Linked DNA regions of Mus musculus: regions 2, 3, 4, 5 and 6 are each linked to region 1. A link is a contact called in public ChIA-PET and HiChIP or PLAC-seq data. All regions are on one chromosome and are shown on one strand. The core of a region is the stretch at or near the end of the contact, and the rest is flanking DNA. Distances in the headings are between cores, read along the strand shown. Region 1 holds the start of Unk (unkempt family zinc finger). Region 2 overlaps Mfsd11 (major facilitator superfamily domain containing 11). Region 3 holds the start of Mxra7 (matrix-remodelling associated 7). Region 4 holds the start of Snhg16 (small nucleolar RNA host gene 16). Region 5 holds the start of Ube2o (ubiquitin-conjugating enzyme E2O). Region 6 overlaps Jpt1 (Jupiter microtubule associated homolog 1).

Region 1 (3,958 bases), core at 609-3,108:
CGCTGAGTTCGAAGCCAGCCTTATCTACAAAGTGAGTTCCAGGACAGCCAGGACTATAAAGAGAAACCCTGTCTCGAAAAACCAAAAAAAGAAAAGGAAAGGAAAGGAAAGAAAAGAAAAGAAATCTGAGGCAGGAGGATGCAGAGTTCAAGTTCTGTCTGGATTAAAGCAAGTCAAGGCCAGCACAAACAACTTGGTGAAATCCTAGCTTAAAAAGTAAAGAGTAAATAAACAACTGGGGGTGCGTGGCGAAGACGCAACCCAATGACAGATGTGATCCCAACATGTAAGAGGCCTGGGTTCAGTTTAACCCTACAACACAAGGTCCTGACTGTGAGAGCACAGAGCAGTGGCCAGGCTTAGCCAACTGAATTCAATGCCTGGAACCCTCCAGGTAAAAGGAGAGAACCAATTCCTTCAGACTGTTTTGACCTCCACACCTGCATGTGGCGCTGCGTGAGTGTTCCCACAGACTCACATACAAATAAACAAATGTAGATGTTTTTCACAGTTCCACTAAGTTTACAAATTTTTGTGTGTGACCAGATAAGTGATGTTATTCTGATGTTAGACCTTCTTATCAAAAGCAATGGCAAGGTTGCAGAGTGAGAGAGAACTCCAGTAAGAAAGGACCAACTGATGACCACCATACTTGAAAGGCTAACCTGAGTTACAGTCAAGTTTGGATGACGTCAGCCAACACTAGTCATTTGAAGAAACCAATACATTTTCTATAACCAATGTTCCCCTGTCCCAACTCCCAAAAGTGTTGAACCAGAGCTGCTTCTGCCTGACTTTAGTTCGGATGCTGCCAGCTCCTGGCTGGACGCTGGAGTGTTGTTCAATCTCTCGGGTTCTGACATTTCCACAGGTTGGGATCTCCTAAACTGGCCCATCACTCAGGCACCCAGTAGGGACACTCCTGGCACACAGCAGGGAACGGAAACCAACAGGGCTTTACAAGAGGAACTACAGCATTGGCCTTTGTCTCACAGAACCTAGGCCTACTGTGACATGACAGCAAGGAAGGCAGGGACCTAAGCTTGTACACATGCAGTTTTTACATTGTGGCAATCTCATTTAGGCCAGTTACGATGAGGCTCCCTTGCCTGCCCGATGCTGAAGGGGTCTGCAACCATTAACACCCCGGATGTCGCTGACTCAAGCTAGACAGTACAGCCTGCACGGAGTGAGCCCATTTCTGCACGTTTGACTGTTTAAGGGAATTCAAGCATGGGTGATCCTCGTGGACAATCTAACAGGCCTTAAAGATACAAAAGGCCTCCGGTGCACAGAGTCTCCTCCCGAGACTTCAAGCAAACAGTCATTTCTAGACAGGTCTCGTGCTGGTTGGTACAGACTTCCACTTGTCATGTCGTGGACTTGTCGGGTTTTATGTCTGAGACCGTCAGGCCTCTGAGGCCTGGCCTGAGAAGTGTGGATTCGGGACCCGCGCTCCTGCCTTTCCGACTCGGAGGCTGGGACCGAGTTTCCCGCCCCACTGCCCGACCAGAGGTTGGTGACAGTTGAAGTAAGCTGGGACCGGTCCCAGCAGGTTGGAACCGGTCTGGGCCGAGCCGGAGGAAGGGGGGGGGGGACAGCCTCGCGCTCTCCCTGCGCGCGTGACTCACGCTGGCCGCTGACGTCAGGCGTGCGCGCGCGGCGGGGGGGGCTCTACGTACGTGTAGTGCTGCGGTTTCTCGGGCTGTGCCTGCAGCACCTGAGCGGTAGCGGCCGGGGGCGCCGAGGAAGCTGCCGAGCCGCCGGGCCCGGGGCCCTTCGACATGGTCCTGTCTTCCTGCCTCTTCGCCGCTCCCCTTTTATTATTCAGTCTGCGCGGTCCGCGCCGAAGACCCACAGCGCCTGCGCCGCGCCACGAGAACGTGAAGACCCCCCGCACAGCAGCAAAGGTTGCTGGGAGTTGTGGTCCTCCTTTCCGGTGAAATTTTACCGTTGGCACAGTGTCGCTGCTAAAGTGCAAGACCACAATACCCAGAGATCTTTGCGGACGGTGTCCCGGATGCTGAGGATCCGCAATGCCTTGTGGTAATTGTAGTCTAGTCACTCTTAACTATTACCTGAGCATTGTCAGTGTGGTCGGAGGTGAACTCTACCTTTAAACTGGATCCTCCGGAGAGCAAGGAACCAGTTAGGGAGGCCTGAAACAACTCCACGGAGAATGTTCCAAATGCAGTGCAGTAATTGCCTTGCCTCCCTACCAGTACAGTTGGCGCACCGTTTCTAAAGTCAGTCTAGAGCATTGCCTCGGAGCCAGCAAGCTAGTCAGCCAATATTTTCATAATATAGTAACCTGTAAATCACCAGAGAAAGTATGCAGGCTAGCAGACAGTTTGAAGAAGCTTTTTATTGTTGTTGCTTTGTTTTGTTTTTAAAAATTACAATACACCATATTGTTCCTGGGCATCATTAACATTTATCAACCCTGAAACCTGGAACCCCTCCACTTGGGCTCCTTCTGAACTCAGTGGTTGGCCCAAATACCTTGTTTCCAGTAGGTTAAGGTCCAAGGGAGAACCTAATCTCTATCTAGAGTAGTCTCTTAGGCACTTTGGTAAATTGTTGAGAAGTATAGTGATAGACTACATGAGAAGGGCCAGGGGCTGAGGAAAAAAAAATGTTCTAGTCCATTCTAGTTCCCTTTTCTGGAAAAAAACCTTTCTGTTCCGGGGAAATGCAAGGCAATTGCCTCACATTTAGGAATATGGTTTTATGAAATGACTTTCTACAGGCTGGATATAGGGGTACATCCTGAGGGAGGAAAGTCACAAGTTCCAGGCCAAGCTAGGCTATGTACTAAAACCCTATCTCAAAAACCAACACGGTGGCATGTATCTCGGTCCCAGCACTCAGGAAGCAACGGAAGGTGGATCTCTGAATTCAAAGCCTGGTGGCATCCGTTGGTAGTTCTAGGTCAGCCAGAGCTGTCAGTCTGTCTAAAAACCCGAACAAGAACAACCAAACAACAACAGGTTGGAGATGAGTAGGGGTAAAGGTGCTTGCTTCCCTAGGCTGCAAACCCAAGTGGGATCTCTGGGACTGATGTACAGGTGGTAGGAGAGAACCCACTCCACGAATAATAATAAAATAATAAAAATGTCCATCATAGATATGTAATACTTCCCATTTGACCTTGTTTTCTATGTTCAATCTATATCAAATTCTTTTTTATTTTTGGTTTGTGAGTACATGTTTGTGGTTTTGAGGCAGGATCTTACTTATGTAGCCCCAGCAGGCTTGAAACTTGATATGTAGATCAGGCTAGACTTGAATTTACATAGACTTGCCTGCCTCTGGCTCCCAAAAGCTGGGATTCCAGGCTTGCACCACCACACTTAGTCAAATCCATTGTTTTCAAAACCTACTTGTTTTGTTAAATGGGATCAAGTTAGCCTTGTTAAAGCTAACCCGAGTGGGATCTCTGGGCTGGGGCGTAACCTTTGGTAGAAGCAAGCAAGAAGGCAGAGTTCAGTCTCCAGCAGCAAACATGTGAAGGGTCACTCATCTATAACTCCAGCACTAATATGGGATGGAAGCAGCGGAATCAGGAACCGAAGATCATTTCAGCTACAGTGAATCTGAGGTTCGGGCTACAGCATGCTCCTGACCCTCTGCTTATTTGTCTTGTGTTGATCTGACTGTACTTTCAGCTCCTCCCCATTTCCTTTGCAGCTTTCCCTCCCATTGATCAATTCAGGACAAAGGAAAAACAAAAAAAAAAAAAAAACAAAAAACCCTGTGAGACACCACTACCCGGCTGCACAAGCCTTTAATCCCAGAACTTGGGAGACAGAGTCAGGTGGATTTCTGAGTTCGAGGCCAGCCTGGTCGTTCCAGGACAGCCAGGGCTATACAGAGAAACCCTGTCTCAAAAAAAAAAAAAAAAAAAAAAAAAAAAAGAAAAGAAAAGAAAAGAAAAAGAAAAGAAAAGAAAAGAAAG
Region 2 (3,958 bases), core at 492-2,991, 840 kb before region 1:
TTGCCAGGTGACCTCACAAAGCTGACAGATTCTGAGGTTTAAGTGCTCCACTTGGACAGTCAGCGTACCTGGGCCTGATGTATGCAATGCTGTTGGTCCCTTCCACAGGGGCAATGGGCGCGTCTCCGGGCATGTTGAGAAAGATCAAGTAGAAGGCTACGAAGTGCACCAGGGTGCCGAGCAGCACGACCGGGTTCCTGCCAAAGCGACTGTTCTTGCTCAGCAGGCCGAAGAGGCTCCCACCTGTAGGTTAGGACACAGGAACACTTCAGGGGGTTCCACCCACCATAGAACCAGTCACAGGTCATAGTGTGAGCAGAGGATGAATCTCAGATGTCCAGCATCTGCCCAGAAACAGGGACCGTCACAGTGGGAACACAGGATGACCACAGCACTCATAGCCACGGCATCGACGTTAGCTGTACTTCCAGCCAGCGATGCTCTTGCTATTCTTTCTGTGAATTAATACATCAATACACCTCCTATGCTTGCTGCCTAGTTAGAGAAACAAAAGGCCGTGCATAACTCATCAACTACCACTCTTGTAGTGAGACTGGGCCTCAGGTAGCCCAGGCCTGTGCTGACCCTGCCTCCACCTCCCGGGGGTGGGGTGGGGGGTGGGGGGTGGGATTAGACCCGTCACCCACCCCACAGCCTGTCCGCTTCATGACTGGATGAATCACCCTGAAAGTGTAGGGTGGCAACAAAGGCTTTTAGGAAGGTTCACCCATCATAACAGCTTAGTGCCAAGGCCAGTGGCTTGTCCTATGGATCTAGGGACCAGGAGACTGAGGGAAGGAGTTCAAAGCCAGCCTGGGCAACTTTGTGAGATTCTGTCTCATGGTTTTAAAACTGGAGTGTGGTAAGCAGCTAGCTCAGTGGTAGGGTGGCTGGTCTAGTATGTACAAGGCTCCAGGTAATTCCTAGCATCCCCTCTTCCCCAAGGCTAGCAGTTAAAAAACTTCTAACATGAATAGGGCTGTGGCACAAACTTGTAACAAGTTTGAAGCTAGCCTAATTCTATATTGTGAGTTCCAAGTCAGCCAAGAGCTACATAGCAAGGCCATCTCAAAAAAAAAAAAAAAAAAAAAAAAGACAATATTCTATAGCACAGTGTGGTAACTGTGGCTAATGACAATTATCTGTGGGCTACAAGATAGCTAGTAGAAAGGATTTGAAAAGTTCCATAACACAAAGTAATGCTATAGCCCTGAGGTGGTTGATATGCCTATTACGCTGACCTGGGATCGGGTCATCACACAATGCGACGCCACACTGTGCCTGACCTGGGATCGGGTCATCACACAATGCAACGCCACACTGTGCCCTGCTCCCCCGTGCCCACACAGCTGGTGCAGGCCCTCTGAAGAACAATCTTGGAGCGCCTAGCATCCTGCTAGCCTGCATTCTTCTTCTTCTTCTTTTTTTTTTAGATTTATTTATTTATTTATTTATTTATTATATGTAAGTACACTGTAGTTGTCTTCAGACACTCCAGAAGAGGGAGTCAGATCTCGTTACGGATGGTTGTGAGCCATCATGTGGTTGCTGGGATTTGAACTCTGGACCTTTGGAAGAGCAGTCGGGTGCTCTTACCCACTGAACCTTCTCACCAGCCCTGCATTCTTCTTAATAAGCAACAGGGTAGATCTAGAATTTTCCTGAGTTCTGTGAGCTATATCTAACCCTGCTGACTCATTTGTGCCCATGAGGAAACTGAAGGCAGGATGAGGCCTGCCCCCGTACTGAACACCCCACCCCCCACCCCTCCACCCCCCACTTTCCATCAGTCTCTGCTGTCCTGCTCTCTGGGTTACACTCTTAGTTCTGCACACACATTGGCCTCCATGAGAGTCTGTGGAAATTGATGGCATCCAACCTGCCTTAACCAGCTTTGAGGCTGAAAGCAAGCACAAATCTTTGAGTCCTGAGCGCCTTGCTATCAGCTTTTACAATGAGCGTCCTTTTCTAGACCCCCACAAAGGTGTCAGCGGGTTTCTAACCATCCACTTAAATGTACAGGCAGCAGAGCCTCACAGACAGCTCACCCTGTGATGACATCACCCCAAGCGGGAACAATCATTCCAGGAGAACCAGGCTGTTCCCTGAAGCAATAAGGCTCTCTTTGAAGCACCTTGCAGAACCAGATTTGTGACAGCTGACAACAGCTTAACCGCAGCAGACTAGTCGCACGCCTCCTACCTGGGTGCCATCGCCCTAGCCAGGGCTCTGATCCCAGCACCCAAGCCCAGCTGCAAGGAGGGCAGAGAAGACTGCAGGGGCACAAAGACTTCCAGCCTACCCAAGAAATCTCAACTCCAAGTTTAGGGAGGGACCCTGCCTCAAAGAAATGACAGAAAGTGATAGAGGACTTTAGATGCCCTCCACTGTATACACTCGTGCACACACACTCTACTGGCCTTGTGTGCACACACCTGCATACACACACAAATAAGCAAAAGTTAAAAAAAATAGTGATGATGGAAAAATAAAATACACCCATTTGGATAAAAATAAGTAGGGGAGATAGAAACTCAAGGACAGGACAGAGGTGAAGGAGACCTAAAATTTCTATCTTTATGCCAACAAAATGTTTTTGTTTTCCTTTCTTTTCTTTTGAGATAAGGTCTTAAGCAGCCCAGGCTGACCCAAAGTCATTATACAGCCAAGGATGACCTTGAACTCCTCAAGTCACCCTGCTTCCATCTCTCAAGACTCAGGAGTGTAGTCAGGAGCCATCATGCCTGGCTCTTCTTCCTTTTTAAAATTGAAGCAGGGTCTCCTTTTATTGCCCAGGCTAGCCTTGAACTCCTACAGAGCCAGCTTTCCAACCTGACTCTGAATGAAAGGTTTTTAAACTAAAAAAACCCAACCTACCTAAAATCTCTCCAATGCCGATGAAAATTCCAGAAAGTCCAATGAGGCTTTTCTCTTCTGTCCCAAATTTGTTTACGGCCCCAATACAGGTACCGTACACCCCAGAGAAGAAGGTCAGCTCCAGACCTTAGGAGGGGAAAACCAGGGTTAGTTTAACTGTCCATCCAGGCTTTTTCCTATTTTTGGTTTGTGTCTAATAGCAGCTGAGCTTGCCCTACCTGAGGACACACTGACAAAATTCAGAGACACTTCCACTCCCCAACACAGAGGCTCTGCAGGGCTGCCTTCAGATGACTACATCATGTGACAGCTCCCTCACGAGACCAGAACTCTGGCAGGAGACACCAGGGTGGCTTGCTTCCTGCTTTTTCTGCCAGCCCTGTGATTGCTGACACAGGCTCTCTGACTTCTGAGCCCCAGAACTCAGGGGACACAGTGTGACTGGCAGCTGTTGGTGATTTTTGAGACAAGGTCTCGCTTGTGCAGCTAAGGCCGGCCTCAAACTTGCATCTTTCTGACAGGCTCAGGCTGGTTTTCATTTTTGTTCATTTAGGTTTTTTGTTTTTTTTTTTCTTCAAAGGCTGGTTTGCTTGCTTATTTATTTATTGAGAGGGTTTCTCTGTGTAGCCTTGGCTGTCCTGGGACTCATTCTGTAGACCAGACTAGCCTCAAACTCAGAGACCCTCCTGTGCCACCACCGCCCAGCTGATTTATTTTTATTATGGTGCATATGGTGTTTGGCTGCAGGTATGTATGTCTCTGTACCATATGCATACAGTGCCCGCAGAGGTCAGAAGAGGCCTTTGGATCCCAGAATTAGAGCTACATATGAGCCACCATGTGAGTACTGAGAACCAAACCTGAGCCCCTGGGAAGAGCACAAAACCTTCTTTCTTTTCTTAAAGATTTATTTATTTACTTATTATATGTAAGTACACTGTAGCTGTCTTCAGACACACCAGAAGAGGTCATTGGATCTCATTACAGATGGTTGTGAGCCACCATGTGGTTGCTGGGGATTGAACTCAGGTCCTTCGGAAGAGCAGTCAGTGCTCTTAACCGCTGAGCTATCGCTCCAGTC
Region 3 (3,958 bases), core at 1,038-3,537, 800 kb before region 1:
TGGACCCAGACTTGCAGCCCTCTTGGGCCGCTACCCCCCACATACTTCATGGTGGCTGTGCTCTCTGTCCCATGTGTCCTCCTCCTCTGGGTGTCAGAGAGTTTGAGAACTGTTGCGGCCGACCAGCAGCTCACAATGAACGGTTCAACTAAGATGGCAACTCGGGCTGAAAGAGAGGAACTAGACGGACGGAAGAAAGAACGGAGCCAAGTCAAGGTCACTCTGAACAAAGCTCAATTTTACTGTTCCGACACTCAGTTATGAAGGAAGGGGGAGGGGGCCCGATTCCCGCCAAATAATCTCGGAATCCAGTAGCAGGATGAGCACTGTGGCTCCAAACAGCAAAGCGGCACGTTCCAGCAGTATGGCAGAAAGATTGAGCAGGCAAGCTCCATCCAGGTGTAAACAGTGGGGAACCCTAAGGCTGGGGGAGGGGAGGCTACAGAGAACCCCCTGGCCCAAGGCTCATCACCAGCCATGTGGTCCCCTAGTTCCCAGAGGTGACTGGATTCTGGGGAGTTTGAAAACCCCTGACTCCTTGGCCTCAGCCTGCATCACTACTCACCCGGCTGGGGCCCCCATCTTGGACTGTGTCCCACCAGCCCTGCACTCTGATGTCAGTAAGGATGGATGAAATGTAGACTAGTGCTCGAGCGGAGTTCACACACTCCAGCCGCAAGATGGAACAGAACACAGAACCGTACGTACCTCAACTCCAGTTCTAGGGAATGCAGTGTTCTCTTTAGGCACCAGGATTGCATGTGTTGCACAGACATAAATGAAAGCAAAACACTCAAAAGTAAATAAAACTAAGAAACAGAACCTGGGAGCAGGAGAGTGTGGTAGCTCACATCTGTAATCCCAGCACTGGAAGGGCTCAGGGTCTTAGACTAAAATAAGGCTCATATACGTTGCATGGCCTGTAGGGGTCAGAAGCCAGGAGCCTAGAGACAAAGCCTTTTTTGTATAGTTGAGTTTTTCTCATCAACTACCACTAAGAGGAGACACATCCCCCCTTAAGCCCAGAGGCTGTGGTTATAGGATTGGGCCCTTCCCGCTGCTGACAGGGGATCCTCCTGTCATGGCTGGAGCTCACAAGTGAGATGGTGCTGTTTCTTCCCAGTAAGATAGTCACTCTCCCTGGTAGGATGTGGCTCCTACCGTGGTAGAGCACTTACCATTGTATGTGTAAGTATGTTGGTAGGCTTAGGATTCCTTCCCCTCTGCCACATGTCAAGAACAAAACAACTCTGGTCTAGCATCTAGCCAAAGCTGGAGCCCCGTTTTGTTGTGTGAGCTGAGACTGCTCAGGTTGGTCTACTGGGCTTTCTAAATAGCTGGGAAGCCCAACCCCTTTCTGTTCTTTTGAGACAGGGTCTCATGTAGCTCAGGCTGAAACGGGACTCACTATGTAACCCTGACAGGCTTTGAATGAATTCTACCTCCACCTCCTGAATGCTGGGGTTACAGGCACCTGTTAAGCCCAGTTGCTTTCTGTTGTTCTTTGTTTCTGACAAACTTTGCCCTGTATTTATTCAAAGTAACTAAAAGGCGGATGGGGTGTGCTAGGGAGGTAGACAGTTGCTACAGTGTGTTTTACACTTTAACCAATAGAGAGAGCAGTGGGAAAGATACAGAAAAACAAAACCAGCCTTCTTAACACCATCTTCACAGCTGTGAGCTCCAGCCAGCAGCAGGAAGAGCCCAATCCTATCCCCACAGCCTCTGGGCTGGAGGGGATGTGTCTCTTCTCAGTGGTGGTTAACGGAAACTTGTGAATGCTGCAACTGCGGGCCATGCTGCCAACCTCTCATCTCTTTCCGCCATGTCTCATAGGCAGTCTAGACAGCCTGGGGCTTGCTTGTGTAAAGCAGGCTGTATTTGAACGCACATAGACCCATCCGTCTCTGCCTCTGGAGTTCTGGGATTTGTTATCAAAGGCAAGAGCCACCATGTCCCTAGTAGAAACTTAAGAGTTCTTTGGAAGGGCTGGTGAGATGGCTCAGCGGTTAAGAGCGCTTCCATAGGTCCTGAGTTCCAATCCCAGCAACCACATGGTGGCTCACAACCATCCGTAACGAAATCTGATGCTCTCTTCTGTTTGCACTACCATCTCTAAATGAACTTCTGTAGGGCAGAAATGCACTGAAGCCTGAGCTGAGATGGTGCCCCAGAGCGAGCTTTTCAGCGCCTCCCAAGGTCCGAACTCCGAATCACTCCAGGGCGCGAGGGGCGTGGGCTTGACGAAACTCCGCCCCTGGGCGTGGCCTGGCGGCGGGGCGCGGCGGGTTCCCTCGGGGTCCGGGCTGGCGGCCACTCGGCGGCCACGGCGCGATGGAGTCGCCGGTCGAGCTGCTGGCCGCGCTACCCGCGCTGGTCACGGCGCTGGCGCTGCTGCTCGCCTGGCTGCTGCTGCGGCGTGGGGCGGCCCGGGTCCCGGCCCCGGAGAGCACCGCCTCGGACGAGGCCCCCGGGGCTCCTGCGCCGCCTGAACCTCCAGAGTCTTGCGCCCCGGAGCCTGCACCGGAGGGACCGAGCCAGTCCGAGCGCGTGGCGGAGCCGGAGGAGTCCGAGGCGGAGGAGCCAGCGGCCGAGGGGAGGCAGGTACGCTCCGAGATCGCCGTGGGGTCCCCGGGAGGGCGCCTACGAGCCTGCTGGCTGGACCTGCCCAGGAAGGGCCGAGCTAGTGGCCGGCAGGAAAGGAGGGTTCCTGGGGCTGGGACGCTCCATCCTCCCCCAAAGTGCCTCCAAGTGCCTTGCTTTGGAGCTGTCCTCCCTTCCTCCCCGTCCTGGCCGTCCCGGGCCTTTCAAGGCCCTTGACACTCTGCCCTGCAGCACCCTCCTCTTGCCTGGCTTCTGCCCACCCTTGCCTAAATCCACAAACACGTGTCCTACTTCAAGGTCTGAATTAAAGTGAGCTCTCTCTTGACAACACAGTACTTTGGGGTGGGATGTGCAAGAAGAGAAGTTGCCTGTCTTTTAGGTCAACTCGAATCCAGATTCCAGAGTCAGTGTGGGCGTTTTGTGAGGCTGGAAGGACGGGACTGAGGAAGGCACTTACTGGGACCATGGTATTGTAGCTTTCAAACTGCTTGTAGGCGTTGACACCTCCTCACCCCCCCACCCCCTGCGTTGGGATGAGCCCAGCTTATATGAAACAAAAGGTGCAAGAGGAGGCCCTGACCATCGCAGTTGATACCCCCAAACTACCTTGCCCACCTCCTAGGAGCTATCAGCTGACCAGTCTTCAGGGTACCCCTCACGCGTTCAGTCTCTGAGATGCATCTTTGCAGATTGGATCCGTGCTTGCCCGGGATACTGGGATGTCACAGTGCCAGGCCAGGCCACATGCTCTGGTCTCTGGTCAGATTTCAATACTTTGTTCTTGGGTGGCAGGATGGTTAGGAAGCCGTGGGCTAGCATAGTGGAAGCTGTGGGCAAGCCGTGGGCTAGCCGCCGTGGGCAAGCTGTTGGCTCTCTGCAGCCGCCTCCTTCCCTTGCTGGATACAATGGTTTACCCTGGAGTGAAGCTCTTGGGACAGGAGAGGCGGCAATGAGACTGGGCTCAGGCCTTTCTCTGCTGAGTCTGCCAGACTCCCTACTAGCAGGCTCTTTGCTTGACAAGTGGGTGACTAATTGTGTCATTAGAGTGGCTTCTAACTAGCCCTGAATAGGAGAACTATTGTGTTCAGCCCAGAGAGAATGGAAGGCTGCTGGGAGCTCACAGTCCTGGAGTGAGGGCCAGGTGGATTTGGGATTTCTCTCAGGCTCTCCCTGGTTGTCCCCATCAGCCCTGTTTCAAATGGTTCGCCTATTTCCTATTTCGCAGCAGCAGATTCAAGATCAAAGTCCAAGGTGTCTTTAAGCAGGGCACAGTCCTGACTTTATCCTCTGGAGTAGAGCAGTTTCCTACTGGATTTTCTCCGAGGTGTTCTTCACACGCATCCTCCAACGGGTC
Region 4 (3,958 bases), core at 551-3,050, 640 kb before region 1:
ACCCTACTGAAGGGCAGCCATTACCACACCTGCCACTAAGAGGTGACACTATACAAAGGAGTGTCTCCTTTCCCCACCCACATGTACAAAAGCATATGGCTGTCTGTTAAGACTGAGGATTAAAAAAACCTATCTCAGGAGGTGCTTAAACATAGCCAGTGCTCTGGTCTTGCTGTGAGAATGGTCATCAAACCGTTTCTCCATGCCTGCTCAAACCTCGAGGACTCTTAATTCCACTCCATACCCGTCTCATCCACTGACCTGGGTGGAAATGTGTGTATTTTAACACTTTTTACGTGTTCTGAGAGATATCCAGGTTTGGAAGCCAGTGATTCTGTGTTACAGAAGACAAGGCTCTGTGCTACTCCCAGGTAGCAGGCCCAAATCTTTACTTAACCCAATTTCTAGGCCAAAAAACAGCTTGGTGGCTAAAGGGGAAACCAAACTCACTCAAGTCAACCAGACACATAGATGCAGTGGCACACGCATATACAAAAGAAACAGAACCCACTCACTGAACGTCAGTTTACTTAGCAGTTGAGTGAGGAACAATTTTGTATTCACCAATGTTAAATGCAGCTTGTGAGAGTGCTGAGTAAGGAGGACCACGCCCTCCTCTGGACAATCAATCCCCAACAACCTCTAACCCCACCCCCACCCCAAACCTAACAACCAACCCTTCCCAGCTACCACAACCCCTGCGACTCTATGAAGCTCTTACCAGGCGCAGGCATCCTGAAGGCCCTTGTGCACCACCACGCCTTTCCATGATGCTTCCTGGAGACAACACCTCCGTCTGAAGGAGTAATAAAGAGATCCCACTTCATTCTAACAGAAGCAACCTTACTGTGGTCATTCTCAAAACAGACCTCAAAACGTCGAGCCTCAGTAAACCATGACTCTTCACAAAAGTGTCATTTCAGACAGGGATAACTTAAATCATCCTCAGCTCAACCAGCAAGAGGCCCCCCAAACCCCCCAGTGCCAACCCAACTCATTTTTGGAAATCCGGTTCTGGCAACCACGTTGAGTTGCAGAACGACACTCTATAGCCCCAAATTACACCGGCACAGACCCTCTTCTGGACTTGTTTGGAACCCTTACCGACACGGGCTGCAGAGGGCTCAACGCGCATTCTTCTGGCTGAACTTGAGAACTATGTCTGAGGCAGATGCCCACCATCTACCTATGCCTTCTGACGGGTGGACCACACCGAGCCCGTTGGCTTTCAGGGATCCAGCCATTACTTCTGAGACGGAACCTGCATCTTGTCTCCCGAGTGCCAAAAGGCAATGCCTTCGGGGAAGGAGAAGTTATGCCGCGTTAGAGCTAACGGCTTTCAGTTTTCAATCCCGTTCATGACAATCTGTAGTTAGCAGGAGTCACTCGTGTTCACTTAAGGCCACCACCCTCAATGGAGACCCCAGGGAAGACAGAGCTGAGCACATGGCTGGCTTTGGGTCACAGAGAGAAGACCGCTCCCCGCCCCAAGAGAAGGGAGATCGAAGACCAAAAAGGGCTTCATCCCGTCCGCATCAAACGTCTCGCAGTCTGGGGAGCATTTCCTTAGACAGCATCTCAGACCTCCTAAGGCCCACAATAGCAAAGGAAAGGGCTGATCGTCGACACGTCACCTCCGGAGAGAGCAAGCGTGTCGACGGTATGTGTAGGAAAAACCTCATCTTCCCTTTTCCACAACTTACCATCACCCAAAGCTTAGGCCTTTCAGGGAGAACACCACAGACCCGCGCGGCCATAACTTCCAAACACGCGGCAGAGGACCTCGGAAAGGACGAGATCGCGCTTGCGCGCAGTCTTCCCGTTTTCCCTCCCCTCCGCAAGTCTCGCCGGAACTCTCGCGATGTCGAGAATGGTTTGATGGGAAATGTAGTTCTAAATCTACCGTTGCCAAGAATGGGTCGTCTCACCTCACATTGAGTGAAGAGAAAGGGGTAAGATGGTGGCAGCCACCAGGGGCAGCAGAGGGTTCGGGGTAAGGAGCTTGGACTGTGAACTTCGGCGGTCCCCCGCTAAGTCTGGGGAGGTGGAGAATGTTCGAGGGTTCAGGGACCGTTGAGGAAACTGAGGCTCGTTAATTGTGCTGCAGATTTTTATCTGGGGTGGAGAAATGTCACTTGGCTTAGTTCCTTAGTGAAGTCCAGGGAGAGTCCCAGGGAATGGGCAGAAGCTTTTAAGATGGGGGCGAGAGCGGGTTCCGGCGGCAGGGGGCACTCGAGAGCTGCAGGGGCGACCGTCAGTAGCAGCAGCAGCAGCCCCAGGTATTCGCCTGCCTGTGGCACTGTTCTCACAGGGAAGATACAATGAAATCGGCGCTGAGGACTAGCCGGTATAAGTTGGAGATAAAAACCATTTTAATAGAGGGGTTTAGTGTGAGGATTAGGAGAAAGAGAAGCGCTCAAGAAGAATGCATACCCAGGGTGGGAACTGGCTCAAGGAGAGTTGCAATTGATTGTGTTAGCCATGTATAATTCTAGTAGCTCGTGAGTTACATCTTAAAAGGTTGCTAGGAGACACCCCCTCCCCACTTTCTTGCTATCTTGGTAAGTGAAATAAGTGTGCTGGCCCCAGAGAAGCGTTGGATGGAACTGTAGGCACAAGTCGCTAGGGGTTGCATGGGGGTGGGGGTGGTGTAATTGGTGAGGGTCGCTGAAAAATTGTAGTTTAATATCTGGGAAGGGCAAAAGGGCCTTCAGCAGTTGGTAATTATGCCAGAATTCTTGTTTCTCTGTTGGCAAGAGACTTGACAGGATTCCTGAATGAGGGACCCTCTTCCTCTATCGTGGGCGTGTTTTCCATGTCTTTCGATCCTGCCTCGTTCGTTTAGAGTATCATTTTGCATGGGGCATCTTGACTTCATTTTTAAATAGGACAAAATGGCAAGGCAGGGCCAGAACTTATACCTATTTACAAGCTAGTTTAAATTTACAAGATCTAGAGCCTTTTATTCACAACCCTCGCCCGGTCCTCCAGTCCTCCTCAAATGGAACTCTGTAGCATTTAGCCTGTATCATCTTTTTAATGTGGAAATCTGTTACTCACTCTTAATGACCATATCCGTGTATATTTCTCTCCTTTAATTTAATTGTGAGTCCTTTTGGGGGGAGGGAACTCTCTTAATATTTTTTTTATTCCCTCATAGTGCTGGGCTTAGTGTTGGGCTGTGTCTTTCTCACAGAATGTCCCAAGGAGATAATCAATAATGTATTCAGCAAGAACACAGGCCCTTGAATTTTCTATCTTACCCTTGAAGACAGACTATTTTGTTGAGTTCTGACAGGAAGGATGCATTTTCTCTCGGCACATTAAGTTCTTTCATGTGAGACTTGCAGGGGGAATTCTCAAGAATTTGCCCAAAGCCGCTTGTGAAACTCGTGGGCACGTGACCTTCGGCAGACAAGATAATAATGGTAGTTAGCACATGACGAATTGGATTCGCTAGGTGGCTGCTCACTGTCTCAGGTTCTTTAACCCTCGCTATCTATGAAGCCCTGGGACTATCCCATCTGGCAGATGAGAAGACACGTGTCAAGAGGGGAGGGGAGGGGCTGGTTAAAGCCTCAGTGGTGCCTGACTTGGTTTGATCTCAGCCCGCAGAGTTTATGCTTTTATCATTCGGTTGCTAATGCGCTGAGCGAGTTGACCTACTACATAAGAGCTTTTCTTCCAGGGGGACAAGTAGGGCGGAGGAGGATTTGTGTCTTTAAAAATTGACGTGTGGGTATGAACATGTATGCAGGTGCACATGTATGAGAGTAGGTGGGTGCATGTAGAGGTCAGACATCAACTTTGGGTGCCTTTCTCAGTCACTCTCCACTTTAGGTGTGAAGTCCAAGTCTCTCACTAACCCTAGAGCTTGTGGATTGGCCAGACAGACTGACCAGTGAGCTCCAGGGATCCCCTGTGTCTCCACTTTCCCAGAGCTCAGACAACAGACACT
Region 5 (3,958 bases), core at 759-3,258, 550 kb before region 1:
CTGCCTGCCTCTGCCTCCCAAGTGCTGGGATTAAAGCTGTGTGCCACCACTGCCCAGCATGGTTCTTACTTGTAATCACTCCTAACTCCCCCTCTTGCTGTGTATAGAAGGCCTCACTGAGATCTGGATCCACCAAAAGGGCTTTGAAGGCAAACCTCCGGTGCTTCTGACTTGCAGCCCTTTCTCATGTGGCTCTGGGCTCTCATCACATCCTCTAGACCAGTTCTCTAAGGGGTCATGACCTTCCAAGTTCCACCCGGGACTCTACATACTCTATACCTATCTATTACAGCCTTGCTTACAAGCTGCCTTAGAGCTGCTTTTTCAGCTATTTAATGAGTATTTGTTTCACGTGCCCAACTAGACTGTCCTCTAGGCACATGTTCATGGCATGCACCACCACACCCAGTTGACAACAACTTAAAAAAATTATTGTGATGATATCTGTGTACATGAGTTTGGGCACATGTGGGCATCTAGAAGATGAAGATGCAGTCACTCTGCAGGGCTACAACTTGATTAGGATGCCAAGGGTGCTTGCTAAACTTGACTGACTAGGAGTGAGGGCACATACCTGTAGTACTCACTAGGGAGGCAGACACTGGCAGATCTCTGTGTTTGAAACCAGCCTGGTTTACAGTGTGAGTTTACATAGATAGGTGGATTTCTGAGAGTCCAGGCCAGTCAGGGCTGCATAGTAAGACTCTGCCTCTTTTTTCTTTTCTTTTCTTTTCTTTTCTTTTCTTTTCTTTTCTTTTCTTTTCTTTTCTTTTCTTCTTTTCTTTTCTTTCTTTCTTTCTTTCTTTCTTTCTTTCTTTCTTTCTTTCTTTCTTTCTTTCTCTCTTTCTCCCCCCCCCACCTTTTTTTGATTTTTCAAGACAGGGGTTTTCTAATATATATATATATATATATATATAAAATTTTAAATTTCAATTAATTTTATTTATTTATTTTGGTTTTATTTTGTAGCCCTGGCTGTCCTGAAACTCACTTTGTTTGGTTTTTTTAAAGGCATTTTTTATTAGATATTTTCTTCATTTACATTTCAAATGCTATCCCCAAAGCCCCCTATACCCTCCCCTGTCACTTTGGGTTTTGTTTTTGTTTTTGTTTTTTGTTTTTGTTTTTGAGACAGGGTTTTTCTGTTTAGTCCTGGCTGTCCTGGAACTCACTCTGTAGACCAGGCTGGCCTCGAACTCAGAAACCCGCCTGCCTCCCAAGTGCTGAGATTAAAGGTGTGTGCCACTGCCTTGCAAGACTCACTTTGTAAGTCATGGCTGGCCTCGAATTCACAGATATCCTCCTGCCTCTGCCTTCCAAGTGCTGGGATTAAAAGCATGTGTCATAACTAAACCGCATTTAAAAAATTTTTGTTTGGCTTTTTTATTCTTTTGTTTGTTTTTACTTTTCGAGACAGGGTTTCTCTGTGTAGCCCTGGCTGTCCTGGACTCACTCTGTAGACCAGGCTGGCCTAGAACTCAGAAGTCCATCTGCCTCTGCTTCCCCAGTGCTGGGATTAAAGGCGTGCGCCACCACTGCTTGGCTTGTTTGGCTTTTTCGAGGCAGGGTTTCTCTGTGTAACCTGGACTTGCTTTGAGACCAGGCTGGCCTAAAACAGAGATGGGCTTGCCTCTGCCTCCTGAGAGCTGGGGGTTAAAGGCGTGGCCACCACGTCAGACCCGGGCATAATTTTTTTTTAAGAAATTACAGTCAGTTTTGCGTGCAGTCCCCGCCCCTCAACTCCGGTAGACCAGTACCCTTCCTCAGGCCCCTAATCCATCTTCGTTCCTGCAGCCCTGCCACGCCCCGCGGCAGTCCTTCCACCCCCGCCCCAAGCATCTTCAGCGTCCCCTAGCGACCGGGCGGCGGCTCCTAGCAACAGCATCCCGGCGCCCTAACGACGGCGGCACGCAGGCCTACGTCAGCGCGCTCGGCCCCGCCCCCGCGCCGCCGGCCCCGCCTCCCCGCGCCTTAGGCTGCCGCCGCCGCTACCGCCGCCGCTGTCGCTGCTGCCGCCGCCCGAGACTCGCGCAGAGCAGTTATGGCGGATCCCGCAGCGCCCGCACCCGCCCAGGCCCAGGCCGCCGCCGCCCCGACCCCGGCCGCAGCCCCCGCCGCCGCCGCCCCGCCGCCCGCGCCCGCTACGGACTCGGCCTCAGGGCCGTCCTCCGACTCCGGCCCCGAAGCAGGCTCACAGCGCCTGCTGTTCTCCCACGACCTGGTGTCCGGCCGTTACCGCGGCTCGGTGCACTTCGGGCTGGTACGCCTCATCCACGGCGAGGACTCGGACTCGGAGGGCGACGATGACGGCCGCGGCAGCTCGGGCTGCTCCGAGGCCGGGGGCGCGGGCCACGAGGAGGGCCGGGCCAGCCCTCTGCGGCGCGGCTACGTGCGCGTCCAGTGGTACCCGGAGGGCGTCAAGCAGCATGTGAAGGAGACCAAGGTGAGGCGGGCCGGGGCGGTCGGCAGGGCTCGGGGAGGGGAACGCCGCCTCGTCGCCCGGTGCACCGTCATCACACCGGCCTGGGCGCGCACGCCGGCAGGGCTGCTCCGGGCGAGGGGAGGGGCCTTGCGAGCGATGCTCGGCTGTGGTGTTGGCCTCGGGGTGATGGACGCGCACGGATGCCCGTGGGGACCTCCTCGGGCGCTGAGGCGCGTTCGGCGTTACACTAGTGCGGCGTTTTTTGCTTACAACCCCCACCGCTAAAGGAGGTCCGTGCTGCATTGTGCTTTCCGAAGGGAAGGCCGTGCCGGGGAGGGCTTGGCTGTGGGTATTCCAAAACAAAGATAGAGGTGAAAACCCAAGAAGTTGAGCAGATGCTGACGGAATGCATGGTGGGGCAGCGGCCCCACGTCTTTTTTGTTGTAACCCCTCTGCATCCTTTGAATTGCCTCGGAGAACTTTATGAGGGAAATGATGAACCAGTCCAGGGCCATGATATTAATAGTACTGAGGGAGATGGTGGCAGCTGCGACTGGGTGTCTAGGACTTCTTGGGGTGGGGTGGCCTATGAAATCGTGGACAGAAGAGAGAGGGACCAATGGGAAAAGCTGCATCTTGTTTTTTCGTTCTTTTGGTTTTAACCTGGGGCTCTTAAGCAAATACCACATTCTCCCACTGTTCGGGAAAGAGGCTTGTGAATGGAGCAGTTCTACAAGAGCGGACTGACATCATAAACCTAAGCCAAGATTGGTTTGCAGGCTTGTTTTCCTGAGTGTGTGGTTTTGTATCTGTCTCTCACATATCTTTACCTCACAGCTCCTCCTGTCCTGCCCCTCCCCATCAGGAAACATTTCTAAGCATGAATCAGGTCCCTGGAAGTGAGAGATCTGCTTTGGGGGAAGGCTGTTAAGTCACTGTTTTTTGCAGTGCTGAGGGTTGAACCCAGGAACTTGATGCTAAACCTCCAGCACTTTGACGTAGAGCTACGTCCTAAACCATTCTACTTTATTTTGAGAGTAAACCTTGCCAACTTGTTCAGATTGGTTTGGAAATTAAGATATTCTCACCTCAAGCCTAGACAGTATAGAGGAGCCAAGCCACCAAAACAATCGCAGGGGGCTCTTCAGAAATTAATATAAGGCTGTATGGTGACTCATGTCTTTGTTTTTTCCAGACAGGGTTTCTCTGCGTAGCCCTGGCTGTCCTGGAACTCACTCTGTAGACCAGGCTGGCCTTGAACTCAGAAATCCGCCTGCCTCTGCCTCCCAAGTGCTGGGATTAAAGGCATGCAGCACCACTGCCTGGCGACTCATGCCTTTAATCCCAGCACTAGGGAGGCTGATGAGGCAGGAGGATCTCTTGGGTTTAAGGCCATCCTGGTCTACAGAGTGGACAGCCAGAGTTACATAATAAGACCTTGTCTCAAAGCAAACAAACAAACAAACAAAAAAGGTTTCTCACACTGGGTAAAAAAGACAGCAGAGGCACATGGCTTCATGCCATACTAAGAAGGGA
Region 6 (3,958 bases), core at 429-2,928, 520 kb after region 1:
TTTATCTTGATTTATATAATGAATAGAGCTGGTTTTGTCTGTGTGTGTGTATGGGATCTCAGCCATGTGGCTTTTCACTGGCCTGGATTAGCCAGCCTAGGTTAGCCTCCAACTTGTGCCCTTCTTGAGTCTCCTGAGTGCCGAGATTAAAAGGCACCCATGGACATAGTTTTAGATGTTTAATGGTTGTTTGTTTGTTTGTTTGGAGACAGCATCTCACTGTGTGGCCTCAGCTGCTGGCCTAGTGTGTAGAACAGGCTGGCCTCAGTCTCACTGAGATCTACTTGCCTCTGCCTCTGGTGTAGTGGGATTTAAGGCGTGGTCCTCATAGCCAGCAGACAAGCACATGTGTTTATCTTCAGGGACAGACACATGGAGTTACTTTAAGGTTTTCTTGTTTTCTAGCCCTGGACTGTCTTTCTTCTGTAGGCCTCTGCCTTCCTCCTAGGCTGTGACATTAGTGTCTCAGTAAGATGCGATGCTCAGGCCTGGAGAGTATTATGGGTATGCATGTCTGTGTGTGGATGTGAGTTGCAGATACCTGAGAGGGCAGAGGCATCCAATCCTCTGGAGTTACAGGGAGTTAGGAGCCACTTGATGTGGGTCCTAGGATCTGAACTCTGGTCCCTTCAAGAACTCTGGTCCTCTTACTGCTGAGAACTCCGTTTTTCTAGTTGATGTCATTGTGTGCCCCCATTTCTTTAAAAAAAAAATCTTTCTAAATTCATTTTTATTTTATGTATATGAGTGTTTTGCCTGAAACCACATGCCTGCCTGGTCCTCAGGCCAGAAAAGGGTGTCAAATACTTTGGACCTGAAGTTGTAGATGCTCGTGAGCCACATGTCAGTGCTGGGACTCGGATCTGAGTCCTGCAAGAGCAGCCAGGCAGCTTTCTTAACCTCCACGCCATCTCTTCTGCCCTTCTCCCTCCTGCAAAAGAGTGGTTCGTTGTGTTATCTGTTTGCTGGAGGGGTGCAGCGGAGTCCAGAAGGTGTTGATCCCCTAGAGAGTTACAGGTGGCTGTGAGCTGCCTGGCACAGGTGCAGGGAACTGAACAAGGCCCAACTACAGGAGCAGCATGGTCTCTCCAGGCCTGAACATTGCATCTTAGTGAGACCCTAATTTCACAGTTCAGGGAGAGGGCAGACCAGGACTAGAAAACAAGAAAACCTAAAAGGAATTCCATGTGTTTGGTCCTGAAGACAAATAAGCCATTGTTTGATTGCCCGTTGATGGATTTGAAGCACTTGCTACAAGTCTGCCAGGCTGAGGACTTTAGGCTGCTGTCAGTCAGTGGGCAGCTGCTTGGAGTCTCCATTCTCAGGCTCTGCTCTCCTGACAAGTAGTAAACTACAGAGCCAGCCCAAGCCCAGCCTCCCCCGCCTTCCTAGACAGTAAAGGGTGGGTAGTGTGGAGTTGGGAGGTGGTTGTGGAAAGCCGGATTACGTGACTGGGAGAATCCTGACAGTAAGCCTGCCGGTCCCTAAGTCAGGTTTGCTGCCTGTGTCTTCTGCAGGGCAGTGAAGCTAAGGAAGACATCCAGGAATACTTGTGGCTTTACTCACAGGAGCAGGAGCACTAACTAACCTGTCTGTGCTCCCTGTGGTCTGGCTGTGTCCTGGGCTCATGCAGGAAGCAGGGGTAGGGTGTGGAAGTGGGGTTTTCAGATCAGCTGAAGACTAAAGGGCACTGAGGGAAGGGTGGAGCATGCTGGAGCCAGAGGAGATAGTTAGTCCAGGAAGGGCTCCAAGGGAGATAACTTGCAACAGTGGAGGAAGTGGAGAGGAGGGTGGCTGGAAGGATCCTGGTTTGTTTGAGAAGAGGCAGAGGAAAGGTCACAGCTTACTGCAGAAATGGCAGTGCCTGAGTCCAGTGAGGAGGGGCAGTTTCGGAGGACTGAGACCAGGAACCAACCTGAGGGAGCTGGGATTTCTTTTTTTTTTTTTTTTAAAGATTTATTTATTTATTACATGTAAGTACACTGTAGCTGTCTTCAGACCCTCCAGAAGAGGGAGTCAGATCTCATTACAGATGGTTGTGAGCCACCATGTGGTTGCTGGGATTTGAACTTTGGACCTTTGGAAGAGCAGTCGGGTGCTCTTACCCATTGAGCCATCTCACCAGCCCGGAGCTGGGATTTCTATCAAAGGATCCAGTGCAGACCAGAGAGAAAGTGGTGCTGTGAAAAGTAACTCTGGGGGCTGGTGAGATGGCTCAGTGGGTAAGAGCACCCGATTGCTCTTCCGAAGGTCCGAAGTTCAAATCCCAGCAACCACATGGTGGCTCACAACCATCCGTAACGAGATCTGACTCCCTCTTCTGGAGTGTCTGAAGACAGCTCAGTGTACTTATATATACAATAAAAATAAATAAATCTTTAAAAAAAAAAAATCTTTAAAAAAAAAAAAAAAAAAAAAAAAAGAAAAGTAACTCTGGTCTCCCAGCTTGACAGCACACACCTGCAGTCCCAGTCTGAGAAAGTAGAAAGGCAGTCTCAGGCTGGCTGAGGCTGTATGGTGAGCTCCTCTGTAAGTCCAGCCTTTACTGCAGAGCCCAGCCCTGCCTCCAACTGGGTGACCTGTCTCTGTTACCTTGTCTCCCTCAGAAGCAGCCCCCCCTTTTTTTTAGGGTTTACTCTTAAATGTGTACATGTTTGCAGATGCCCTTGGAGGCCAGAAGCCGGCATCTGTGAGCTGCCTGACATGGGGGTTGGGAACTACACTCAGGTCCTCTGCCCCTCACTGAGCCATCTCTCTGCTCCCTTCACCTTCAGTGTGTGCACGCACACATGTGCAGTTTCTCTGGCATGTGTATGGAGGTCAGAGGATAACTTTCAGGAGTCTGTTCTTTTCATTCACTGTAGGCTGCTGGGATCTAACTCAAATTGTCAGGTTTGGTAGCAAGCATCTTTACCCATCTAACCAGACCAGAAGCAGTCTTTAAAATTTTTGGTTAATAGCAATGCAGAAAAATAGGATGTCATTCATCTGAAAGCCATTAGTGAGAGGGAACACCCGGTAGCATCGTGGTGACATGTAGATGGCTTTAATACTAGTCTGTGTGCATGATTGCCATGTTCCAGATGGTACATGTGTATGATGTTCCTGTTAATAACAGTCTGATGGGACAGAAACTACTGCGGGCCCTCATTTTATAGAGGAGAAACTTGAAGCATAGAGAGGTTAGGCAAGTCCCACTGTGTCCCTTGGAAAGTTTGTACCAAACTGGACAGGGCGGCTCTTGCTGGGGGCTGGGGAGGAGTTCTGTGCACTTGAGGTTTGTTCAGATTCACACCTTTATTGATTTTTATACCATTTTGCCCTATTGACCATTTTGTTCTTAACTTCGTTTATTTTCTAGTCTGGGGAAAACCCAGCCATGTGTTTTCCTCTGATTGCAAACCACAGCAGACATCTGTCACTTGAGGTGTAGGGCCTTGCTGGTGGCAGATGCCACTTGGGTAGGTGTCACAGTAGGCACCTGCTAGTGTTCTCTAATCCAGTTGAGTTGGGACACCTGGAGATAGTGCCTTGCACACATTGAGGGTGCCCTGCATGCCTTGTTTATGCAGTCCTGGGAATTGAACCCAAATCTTCCTCTGGGCAAATGTTCTACCAAGTGAACTATACTGATAATCACTTTCTTTTTTTACAGCAGGATTTTGTTTCTAGCCTAGGGTAGCCTTGAGTTCACTTTAGTCCAGGTTGGCTTTAAATTCACAGTAGTCCTTCTATCTCAGCACCCTACTTCCTGGGATTACAATCATGAGTTAGTGCCTGGCTTTTAGGTCCCCTGCCCCTCTCCCTGTGCTTTTGACCCACTGGCTGCAAAGCAGGATTCCTGTAACCTTCACCTAGGTTTGATTAATTTGCCATAAAATTGAGGGAAACCTCCTACATTAATGGGTTGATCATGAAGGGTATAATTAGGGATAGAGGAAGCTTAGAGAAAGGTGTC

The links. ChIA-PET counts read pairs in DNA pulled down with a chosen protein or histone mark. HiChIP or PLAC-seq counts read pairs in DNA pulled down with a chosen protein or histone mark.
Region 2: a contact with region 1 is called in an H3K4me3 HiChIP or PLAC-seq map of bone marrow-derived macrophages, with 6 times the contacts expected there. The contact joins the enhancer-like site here to the promoter of Unk in region 1. A contact is called at or near these places in 3 of 39 promoter capture datasets (the C10 cell line, cranial neural crest and pre-B cells), 2 of 484 Hi-C or Micro-C datasets (CD4 T cells and muscle stem cells), 2 of 115 datasets of contacts at active chromatin or transcription factors (bone marrow-derived macrophages and memory CD8 T cells) and 1 of 9 other capture datasets (adipose tissue).
Region 3: an H3K4me3 HiChIP or PLAC-seq map of bone marrow-derived macrophages shows a contact between it and region 1, with 4 times the contacts expected there. The contact joins the promoter of Mxra7 here to the promoter of Unk in region 1. A contact is called at or near these places in 1 of 39 promoter capture datasets (liver) and 2 of 115 datasets of contacts at active chromatin or transcription factors (bone marrow-derived macrophages and large pre-B cells).
Region 4: a contact with region 1 is called in a Ronin ChIA-PET map of embryonic stem cells, with 12 read pairs. The contact joins the promoter of Snhg16 here to the promoter of Unk in region 1. A contact is called at or near these places in 1 of 39 promoter capture datasets (hippocampal neurons), 1 of 484 Hi-C or Micro-C datasets (pre-B cells), 2 of 115 datasets of contacts at active chromatin or transcription factors (embryonic stem cells and memory CD8 T cells) and 1 of 9 other capture datasets (embryonic stem cells).
Region 5: an H3K27ac HiChIP or PLAC-seq map of extraembryonic endoderm stem cells shows a contact between it and region 1, with 3 times the contacts expected there. The contact joins the promoter of Ube2o here to the promoter of Unk in region 1. A contact is called at or near these places in 3 of 115 datasets of contacts at active chromatin or transcription factors (T-cell acute lymphoblastic leukemia, extraembryonic endoderm stem cells and large pre-B cells) and 1 of 9 other capture datasets (embryonic stem cells).
Region 6: a FOXA1 HiChIP or PLAC-seq map of pancreatic cancer cells shows a contact between it and region 1. The contact joins the enhancer-like site here to the promoter of Unk in region 1. A contact is called at or near these places in 3 of 39 promoter capture datasets (liver, pre-B cells and second pharyngeal arch cranial neural crest), 4 of 115 datasets of contacts at active chromatin or transcription factors (T-cell acute lymphoblastic leukemia, bone marrow-derived macrophages, memory CD8 T cells and 1 more) and 3 of 9 other capture datasets (adipose tissue, liver and pancreatic islet).

The regions. Positions count from the first base shown.
Region 1 is chr11:116,028,216-116,032,173 of GRCm38.p6, reverse strand. Unk (unkempt family zinc finger) reads right to left here and starts at 1,858. Exons shown (of 16, transcript NM_172569.4): 1 at 1,683-1,858. The coding sequence starts at 1,786.
Region 2 is chr11:116,867,579-116,871,536 of GRCm38.p6, reverse strand. Mfsd11 (major facilitator superfamily domain containing 11) reads right to left here. Exons shown (of 13, transcript NM_178620.4): 10 at 2,878-3,003; 11 at 69-243. Among named protein-coding and RNA genes, the nearest start is that of Mfsd11, 16 kb to the right of the region's middle. Within about 2 kb of position 1,741, at least 55 of the 459 cell types and tissues checked have an H3K27ac peak or open chromatin away from gene starts, as enhancers often do. A contact at or near this core is called in adipose tissue and bone marrow-derived macrophages, where this site is marked.
Region 3 is chr11:116,826,375-116,830,332 of GRCm38.p6, reverse strand. Mxra7 (matrix-remodelling associated 7) reads left to right here and starts at 2,287. Exons shown (of 4, transcript NM_026280.3): 1 at 2,287-2,604. The coding sequence starts at 2,335.
Region 4 is chr11:116,669,502-116,673,459 of GRCm38.p6, reverse strand. It overlaps Snhg16 (small nucleolar RNA host gene 16), which reads right to left and starts at 1,800. Exons shown (of 5, transcript NR_027821.1): 1 at 1,704-1,800; 2 at 1,105-1,296; 3 at 722-796. It overlaps Snord1c (small nucleolar RNA, C/D box 1C), which reads right to left and starts at 955; the gene lies at 878-955.
Region 5 is chr11:116,579,497-116,583,454 of GRCm38.p6, reverse strand. It overlaps Ube2o (ubiquitin-conjugating enzyme E2O), which reads left to right and starts at 2,008. Exons shown (of 18, transcript NM_173755.3): 1 at 2,008-2,443. The coding sequence starts at 2,042.
Region 6 is chr11:115,507,726-115,511,683 of GRCm38.p6, reverse strand. The region is part of intron 1 of Jpt1 (Jupiter microtubule associated homolog 1); the gene reads left to right. Among named protein-coding and RNA genes, the nearest start is that of Jpt1, 4.7 kb to the left of the region's middle. Within about 2 kb of position 1,678, at least 48 of the 459 cell types and tissues checked have an H3K27ac peak or open chromatin away from gene starts, as enhancers often do. A contact at or near this core is called in pancreatic cancer cells, where this site is marked.